3 separate regions of the Mus musculus genome follow, and all the other regions are linked to region 2. The links are chromatin contacts, called in public HiChIP or PLAC-seq maps. All regions are on one chromosome and are shown on one strand. Each heading gives the region's core, a stretch centred on a gene start, on an enhancer-like site or on the middle of the called end of the contact. The rest is flanking DNA. Distances are from core to core; before and after follow the strand shown. Region 1 overlaps Itpr2 (inositol 1,4,5-triphosphate receptor 2). Region 2 has its middle 18 kb from the start of Bhlhe41. Region 3 overlaps Itpr2 (inositol 1,4,5-triphosphate receptor 2).

Region 1 (2,946 bases), core at 228-2,727, 300 kb after region 2:
GCTTCTTACTCTAGGCTCTCCCCAACCCTCTGCTTCCTGGGCAGGCTCATTAGACTCCTGCTTCCTACACCCAGGTCCAGATCAAGTCAACATCCATCCATAAATCCACTGGTCATCATTGGTCTTGCGTCTTTCTCATCTCTTGGTCCTTTAACTAGACCTTGAGATCTCTGAGGTAAAACAGCTTTACTAATCTTAGGGTCTCTCAGCCTAGCATTATGCCGACTGCACAGTGGTACCCAACAACACTTGTGAAACTGAGGGAGTTGAAATCACCTTGAAGAACCTTATTTTCCTCAGCAAACATGCTTGTGAGGAAGAAGTACATTCAAAATGTGGGGAGGAAAGAAGAACTCCCTCTAGGTTTAAAAATCTTGTTTATCTTGGGATTAAAAAAAAAAAAAACACTGACTACTTTGCCAGGACAATTCAGTTGGCATGGCCGGAACCATCCCTAGCATAAACAAATTCCACAGAAGCCTAGCAGTTAAAGCTCCAGTAGACGTGGATGGTGTCTCTCAGGGTGGTCATCTGAGCAACATCTCCCCTGAAACATCTTCCTTGAGTCACTGCACACCATCCTCATGATTGAAGGATGTTGTTCTCCAACATGGTAACCCACGTGTGTACGAGACAGTTGAGCCTGAGTTGCTTCCGAGAGCATGGTTGACACCTCACCATTCACTATGTCTGGAGGAGGAAAGCAACCTGCCTCTGCTGGCCCCTTGCCATGATGGCTCGGTGACTCTGAAGCAGATTGTAGTAGGGGTGGACAGTACAGCCCACGTTAACAGACGTCTGTCTGACCTGAATTTGCTGGGTGCTTTCACGATTGCCTTCCCTGGGTATCACTCACGATTGTTGAGTGGTTTCTCTGTTTTACAGTTACTCCTCTCCCCATTGTTACTGCTTAAGAATATCACGGGCAGATTCTTAAAGTACAACGCTCTTGTGTTTTTTCTTCATAGTCACCCCTTGTTTTGAGCATTCATTGAGTATTATGACTAGCCAAACGGTGACATACAATTTCTATCACTCTTCAACTTTCTTAACTGGGACAGTAGCAAAAAGAACATCATCTTTTCCCTATTCATACAGACCCCAGGTTGGTTTTATTCTATGCTTTATAGTATACGACTGTCGATCTTTTTTTTTTCAAAACGTTCTCAGATCTGTCTGCTGAAGTCCTTTCCAGTTGGAGCCTATCGTGTTGTCTGCCCCCATCACTCCAAGGCACTTACTAGGAGAACTTTGATTTACATTCGCCCTGTCTTTACACAGTTTTGAATTAAGCCTAAAGAACAGGTGCTTAGCCTGTTTGAAAAACTCCAGCATCAAGAACTGTCACCAGCACACAGCAGTTTTCTTCTGCACAATGTGGCCACGCATATCTGCCCACTCTGCCCATATATGCAGTGTGTGGTCAAGACTTAGAGGTTGTGGTGACTTTGATCAAGACTTTAACCTTAGTCATAAAGTTGTCATGAGCTGACTCACACAGACTGTAGTCATGTGACTCAGACTCATCATGGGGTTTTATGGTGCCCTATGTGTATGCTCTGCCTTCCCTAAGAAGCACCCACACTCTGGCATCCTAGGACTGAGCCTCCATCTTGCTACTATTATTGACTCAAAAATCTTTTTCAAGAGTGATGTTTACACTTGTTCCCAGTAACCAGGCTCTACATGGCCTAGGGATCTGTGTCTTCCAGCCTCATGTTTGTTATATCTGCTTCTTTTAGGGGCTGAAGGTCTTCACTGGGTTTTCATGGCTCTGTATGTCAAATGAAAGGTTGATATTAGATGATGTCCAGGTCTGTCTCCATCTTAAAGACTGTATTTCTCTTTACTGGGGCTCTGCCATGTAACCTCAGTGGTCTGAGCACAGGAGATAGTAACTGATCATTTTGTGATGGGTTCTTACCCTCAAGATCTGTGATCCTCTGTACTAAGAGCTCATCACCAAAGTAAGACCAGATCAAGGGGAGAGAAAGGCATCCCCACTTCTGCCCACATGATGGATGCATGCATTCGTTGCCGTTCTCCTGCTATGCAGTGACTTGCCTGCTCTACTGTTCACAATTCCCCCATCCCTGCTGTGCACTCAGAAACACAACAAGCTCAACTATGCCAGCTCAAACTGCAGCTAAGATGAAGGCTTTGATGCCCATGGGATCTGACAAAGACTGGAAAACGGTCAGTTGTTCTTGGGCTCCCATCTCTCCTCATTGTCTCCAGTTCCTCTGAGATTTGCTTACATAGCTGTTGCTGTTATGGTACCATCTCTCATGTCTCCCTCAGGATGGCAGTGACAGTATTCACCTTCTAACAACCACTCTTGGTCCAACAGTCAGGAACTGCTAATGCTCTGCTGACAGCATCTCACCAACCCTATGTGCCCCAGGGTCACTCCAAAGCTATTATTTGCTTATTTCTCTCATGTTTGCCTCCCACCCATTCTTCTACCCATTCCAAAGTTACTCTCCAGGTTGTACCTCATACCTGTAACAGATTGTTCTCAAGCAATTTGCTAAACCTGAACAATATTCAAAAACCCCACCCAATTCTTATGGAATTTCATGCTTCACTTCAAATTCCTGTCTTTGCTTTTGTAAAAGCTCATGCACTACCAGATTAATGATACCAATTTCATAGTCAATATCCTTCATTGTCCACCATTTCAGTATATTGTAGGCTGTGTGTTTCTAAGGATGAGATTATTAGTGTTATAAATGTACAGTATTATAGAATCAAAACATGTATTTTGTGGGTATGCTTACTACAAAACACCCAGACAAGACAGAAAGTAAAATATAATTGTGATCCTTTCATCAAAATACTTGCGCATCAGGCTCTCACTTACATAACTGCGATAACGCAGAATAAAGTATGTTTGATCACTCTAATTATGTGGAAGCAACATAATCCCCCCAGTAGTTACACATT
Region 2 (2,810 bases), core at 85-2,584:
TGAAGCTGATTAATTCTCAGTGAATGGTTTTATTGATTTCTGCTGACCCTGTATCCTTTGCCAGCCTACAGTTGCAATTAATTCATAAATGTAATTCCAACATGAAAGTTGGTTGAGACTTTTGTTTATTTTAGTGATTAAGGTGAAAGTACTACGGAGAAAAGACTTTTTAAAATAACCTTAGTCATTTGTTAAATACAGGAGCAATTAGTAACAACTCTCACACAATGGGAAATGGTTTTTCTGCTTTCTTGTGTGTTACTCACAATGCAAAGTTCCGATGCGACACAGTGCTAAGTACAATCAACATGACACATGATTTCTCTGGCCTAATAACCAAGAAAACCAACCCCTGAAGTTTCTGCCAATTTTCATAGTGTAAATACTTGCAAGAGACTCTCTACCAACAATGTATCAGTGAAAGTGGAGGTGGGGGATTACAGGCAGGGAGGAAGCAGAAGAGACACTTCCTTGGCTTGGTGTGGAATTTACCTGATCGTCATCAGCTACAAGAGTTAGAAACACCTGGAGTGCTGGCTTGTGAAATGCAGGGTATGATATTGAATGGACTTTACAGCACAATTCTCTGATTTGGACAAATGTTGAATGAGGGTAATATTGTCACCTGGAGGCTGAGACTGCGTGAAGATCAGCCTAGGCCTCCAGGCTCTGAGGCAGGAACAACTGAAACCAACAGAACAAAAGAAACCCAAGAGCTCCCAGCAGCTAAACTAGGGGAGCTACACCACCGAGGCCACAGTGATCCTTCTTGTGAGGTGAGAGATGGGCTTTATTCTCTCTCATTGGCCCTGTGGCATTGAGACCCAGGACCTCTGAAATGTAGCTCTCCTCCTGTGTAGTGTCTCAAGCACAGAGGTGTTTCCCCTGTTCTGTAGCAACACAAAGCAGGAGCAGACGGAAGCGAGCCTTATTGACTCCTGACTCTTGAAGACAGACCGGAGCCCAGTAAATATTTGTAGAAAGACTAGATGACCTCACAGAATGGGGCTACTGTTTGTGGTGGAGTAGCTTTTAATTTCTACATGACTAAATTTTTACTCTGTGATCATATATTAATATATTATCAAATTTGAATGGGTATGCTACTAATAGTCTAAATACTCACTAAAACTACGTCTTAGAGCCAGATGTGCTGCTGTGAACCTGGGATCCCATACTTGGAAGGCTGAGGAAGAGGGTCATTCACAGATAATCACTTCTGTAGCACCACACCAAGACACTTTCATCTATCGTTTCAGCTAATGTATACTGGTGTAACTTTTAGTGACCCACCTACTCTCTGTTTCTGTGGAGTTACCCATTTGGATATCTCATGTGCACAGAACCATGTGAGTCATTGCTCTCTACAGTTGAGTTCATTTCCTGTTTTCAGGGTTAATCCTTGCAATAGCATACAATATTTTACTAGTTTTTTTTTTTTTACTGCTAAACCACATTGCATTGCATGACTATGGCACTTTTATTTGCCCACTTAGCAGTTGATAGAATCCAGGGCATGTTCTTTTTTTTTTTTTTTTTCATTTTTTATTAGGTATTTAGCTCATTTACATTTCCAATGCTATATCAAAAGTCCCCCATACCCACCCACCCCCACTCCCCTACCCACCCACTCCCCCTTTTTGGCCCTGGCGTTCCCCTGTACTGGGGCATATAAAGTTTGCGTGTCCAATGGGCCTCTCTTTCCAGTGATGGCCGACTAGGCCATCTTTTGATACATATGCAGCTAGAGTCAAGAGCTCCGGGGTACTGGTTAGTTCATAATGTTGTTCCACCTATAGGGTTGCAGATCCCTTTAGCTCCTTGGGTACTTTCTCTAGCTCCTCCATTGGGAGCCCTGTGATCCATCCATTAGCTGACTGTGAGCATCCACTTCTGTGTTTGCTAGCCAGGGCATGTTCTTTTGAGCGCTCATGAATGACATTCTGAGCACCAGGCATGAGGCTGTGTGCACTTGCTTTCAGTTCTCTAGGATGTGGGCTGGGGCAGATGCTAGTTACATAGTAACTGAGGGACAGACAGCTTTGCGAAAGGGCTTCAGCCCCCACTGCATTCTTGCCAGAAGTGTATGAAGGTTCCGTTTCCACCACATGGTCAGGGAAGTTACCAGCCACAGAAAGGTGTGATGAATGTTAAATCGACTTCTCAGTAAGTGTAAACCTTTTAGGATTTGACCAAAAATTTGTATTCAAAGGCATAGTTTTAGTTACAACCTTATAAATCTAAATGGTTTGTAAGAATAAAACTTCCAAGTGTAAGACTAAAACTTCCAGGCTTTACCATGCAACCAAGAGCACAGAGCAAGGATCTCAGGCTGGAAGGGTTTAACTGTCTTTCTTAGGGTGCTCCTAAAACTTGAAGTAAATTTACAGTACATGTTGTGGGGGTACACTCTTGTTATCCCAGTACTTGGGAGATACAGGCAAAGGGATCAGGTGTTCAGGGCCAGTCTTAGCTACAGGAGACCCATGTCAACAAAAACAAACAAAACAAAGTAACAAGTGGCTGTTGGGGTGGAGGGGGGTGTCTTAATTCTGAAGGTTTCTGGAAGCAGTAATGCTTGAGCACTGGTTCAGTCAAGAAATCTTGTAACAAAAATAAAAAAACAATATGTAGCATAGAGGCTGTGAAGAGACAAAGGCAGGAAGATACTCCAGAAGAGGAATGGAGATGCTCCTTCAAACAGGACATATGTGCTACTGTGTTTCCATATGACCTGACACAGCCAGACAAGCCCTTACTTCTCTCTCTCCCCATTCGACACTGAACTTTTAAGTGTCTCGTGACACTAG
Region 3 (2,700 bases), core at 36-2,535, 390 kb after region 2:
TTTGAGTGTGTTAGAAAACAACACGCAGAATCCACATATGTACGATAAGGTTGGAATAAAAATGGGGATTTCAACAAACTCCCATCCGGAGGTTTTAACGAATAAGAGAAAAATAAAAAGACCTTTTGCAAGAGGGAAAAAAATGAACAACATTGGTTTTGTTACAGTTTAAGAGGAACCTACCCAAAATCACAGAACTGAACAGCTAATCCCTGTTGACACAGCAGAGTGGACTGAGTCTGGGCTTCAGGGCCTTTGATTTCTACTCACAGCCATTAGCATCGGTCTGACTGCTGAAATCCTGCAGGCAGGAAGCCAGAGGCGGTCAGGAGAGCTGAGCCCAAGTTGGCTGTATTCTGGGTTCTCTGTGAGGCCCCAGGGAAGATAAATGAACCCTCAGCCTCTCTCCCTACACCGACCGACCGCTGCCTTCCTGCAGACTCCAGATCTCCTTCTGAGAGATGCAATCTGAAGTCTCAGCCATATAATAAGGGTGAATTTCTGACTGGTCCCAATTCCACAACTCTCACAAAGAAAGTAAAATCTGCCCAAAGTTTCTAACTTCAGATAACCTTCTAGGTTATCTGAAGAGCCGGAAAGATGGCCCCACAAGGACAAAGGCCCCAAGGGTCTGGCACCCTCCACGGCCCATGTGGATACCTGCATATGCAGATGCACATACACAAACAAAGATAAAATAAAAATCTTTTAAAAAGAAAAGTCCACTTGAACTCATAATTTAATTTTTTCTCACTAATGTTCCTTAAAATTTGCAAATTTCCTTTTTCCTTCATAGACCACGCATTGGGGGAAAATACTGGTTGCTACCTACACAAATTCCCAAAAATAATGTCCAGTATGTTACTTTTGTAGTAGTAGTAGGAATAGTTGTTGTTGTTGTTGCATTAATTGCTGAATCATCATAAAAATATTTTTAAGTGATGTGGGACAAGTTTTTCTAGTGAGGAGGACTGAGTTGCTTCCCTCCACTTCATTATTTGTCCGTATTACATAATACTTAATTTTCTCTCTTCAGGAGCATAATGAGATACAGACAGACAGACAGCAAATGTCCTTGCTGGAATTAGTGTGCACACTCATCAGTTATGTGCAGCCGATCAACATCTGCTTTCTAGTACAGAGCGGCCAAAGCTTCTCTCACGCAGACTCACGGATCCTTCAGAGCAACTGAATTTCAGGCAATGGCATTGCACAGCACGTGACTTGTCTCCAGTGAAGCACAGCGCCAGACACTGCAGGAGTTACATAACCACAGGCTGCTGCTGGCAGAGCCGCCTCAGTGGCTCAGCCGTCCGTGTCTCCTCCAACCACACCCTGCAGCTCTGATATGCAGTGTACACATGTGTTGTCATGTGCCTGGGGACTTTCTTGGCAGTGAACACAAGACACGGTTTCCTGCCTACCAGTAGGGAGAGGTCTTTTTTAAAAGTGATCACACTGTATACAGATCATATCAGGACAGAAGTCACCACAAGCCACAGCAAAAGCAGGTGTCAAATGTACACTGTACAACTCTCCCCCTGCCCTTTCAAATAAACTTTTAGATTGTGGCTACATTGGGATAATTTATTTAAGATGTTATAGTAAGTATAACCAATTGTCAATCATAAGTGTTTCTCCAAATGTGAGCCCCAAGGAACAACTAACTCCAGACACACATGGTTTGTTCCCAGCGCTTGGACAGAACACGCACTATCATGAGATATCATGAGTATATCTAGTTTCCTGGTGATGCTACTCTGTTAACGCTGAGCTCACATGAGTGTGGTGAATGTGACTGAGCATCTACGCACCCCCAGGCCTTCTCTTATGCTAATGCTGGGCCCTAGTGAAAAAGCACTGAATGCCAAATGGACACCTATCCTTTTCTGTATTCGAATTCTCATTCTAAAAAAAAAGTCTATCTACATACAAAGATCCTGAACCCAGGTATAAAGCAATCAATGTGTGCCTGCTATTTTCAAAAACAAGAGCTTGGCAGGCAACCTGCGATGGTATGAACTTGACACATGAAGAGAAAGCAGAGACTACCCACAAACACACAGAAGAAGTGACAAACATGTGTTTTTCAGGATTCCAAGATGCACCTATGTCTTTATTAAATACCAAAGTAATACCGAAGGAAGCGATTTAATATTACAGTAGCTAAAATTAAACAGGGGAAGAGTTGTTTAAAATAACACCAATGACTAGAATTCTGAATAAAACCTGAACTAGATTTAGGTAGAAACAGTTTTGATCTCACCTGGCTTGAATATTTAAAATTATATAGTGAGAATTCAAAGTATCAATGAGAAGAAATGAAAACATTTATATAATTTAAAGGTTTGTACTCAGCTACTCCAAGAGACATCATTTATGGAACAGTGACGCCTACTGGTAACTTGTGATATTGCATCTCAATTGTAGCCCTGCTCTATGGTCTGCCCACTGACATCTAAGGAGGCAGGGAGGCCATATACACAGGTGTTGAAGTTGGAGCAACCAAAATATGTTATAGACACTCAGAAGTATGTCACAAATAATGCTATTAGTTTGTGCAAATAATTTATGCTTAAAAAATGAATCCAGGCCTGACAAGATAGGCAAGTAAGCCTGGTTCAAACCTAAGCTTAATCCAGCCTCACTCACAAAGTTGTCCTCCTCCACAGCACCCACTATAGTAAGTGATTTTCAAAA

The links. HiChIP or PLAC-seq counts read pairs in DNA pulled down with a chosen protein or histone mark.
Region 1: a contact with region 2 is called in an HNF4G HiChIP or PLAC-seq map of pancreatic cancer cells. The contact joins two enhancer-like sites. A contact is called at or near these places in 7 of 39 promoter capture datasets (3T3-L1-derived adipocytes, the C10 cell line, the HPC-7 cell line and 3 more), 1 of 484 Hi-C or Micro-C datasets (bone marrow-derived macrophages) and 2 of 115 datasets of contacts at active chromatin or transcription factors (bone marrow-derived macrophages and pancreatic cancer cells).
Region 3: a FOXA1 HiChIP or PLAC-seq map of pancreatic cancer cells shows a contact between it and region 2. The contact joins two enhancer-like sites. A contact is called at or near these places in 14 of 39 promoter capture datasets (the 3T3-L1 cell line, 3T3-L1-derived adipocytes, the HPC-7 cell line and 10 more), 2 of 15 datasets of contacts at CTCF or cohesin (the NIH/3T3 cell line and large pre-B cells), 2 of 484 Hi-C or Micro-C datasets (the HPC-7 cell line and bone marrow-derived macrophages) and 1 of 115 datasets of contacts at active chromatin or transcription factors (pancreatic cancer cells).

What each region holds. Positions count from the first base shown.
Region 1 is chr6:146,184,279-146,187,224 of GRCm38.p6, forward strand. The region is part of intron 48 of Itpr2 (inositol 1,4,5-triphosphate receptor 2); the gene reads right to left. The region is part of intron 4 of Gm35768 (a long non-coding RNA gene); the gene reads left to right. Among named protein-coding and RNA genes, the nearest start is that of Gm35707, 12 kb to the right of the region's middle. Within about 2 kb of position 1,478, at least 44 of the 459 cell types and tissues checked have an H3K27ac peak or open chromatin away from gene starts, as enhancers often do. A contact at or near this core is called in bone marrow-derived macrophages and pancreatic cancer cells, where this site is marked.
Region 2 is chr6:145,881,832-145,884,641 of GRCm38.p6, forward strand. No RefSeq gene overlaps it. Among named protein-coding and RNA genes, the nearest start is that of Bhlhe41, 18 kb to the left of the region's middle. Within about 2 kb of position 1,335, at least 64 of the 459 cell types and tissues checked have an H3K27ac peak or open chromatin away from gene starts, as enhancers often do. A contact at or near this core is called in the HPC-7 cell line, bone marrow-derived macrophages, hematopoietic stem and progenitor cells and 1 more, where this site is marked.
Region 3 is chr6:146,270,041-146,272,740 of GRCm38.p6, forward strand. The region is part of intron 37 of Itpr2 (inositol 1,4,5-triphosphate receptor 2); the gene reads right to left. Among named protein-coding and RNA genes, the nearest start is that of Gm35596, 52 kb to the left of the region's middle. Within about 2 kb of position 1,286, at least 182 of the 459 cell types and tissues checked have an H3K27ac peak or open chromatin away from gene starts, as enhancers often do. A contact at or near this core is called in the HPC-7 cell line, bone marrow-derived macrophages, hematopoietic stem and progenitor cells and 1 more, where this site is marked.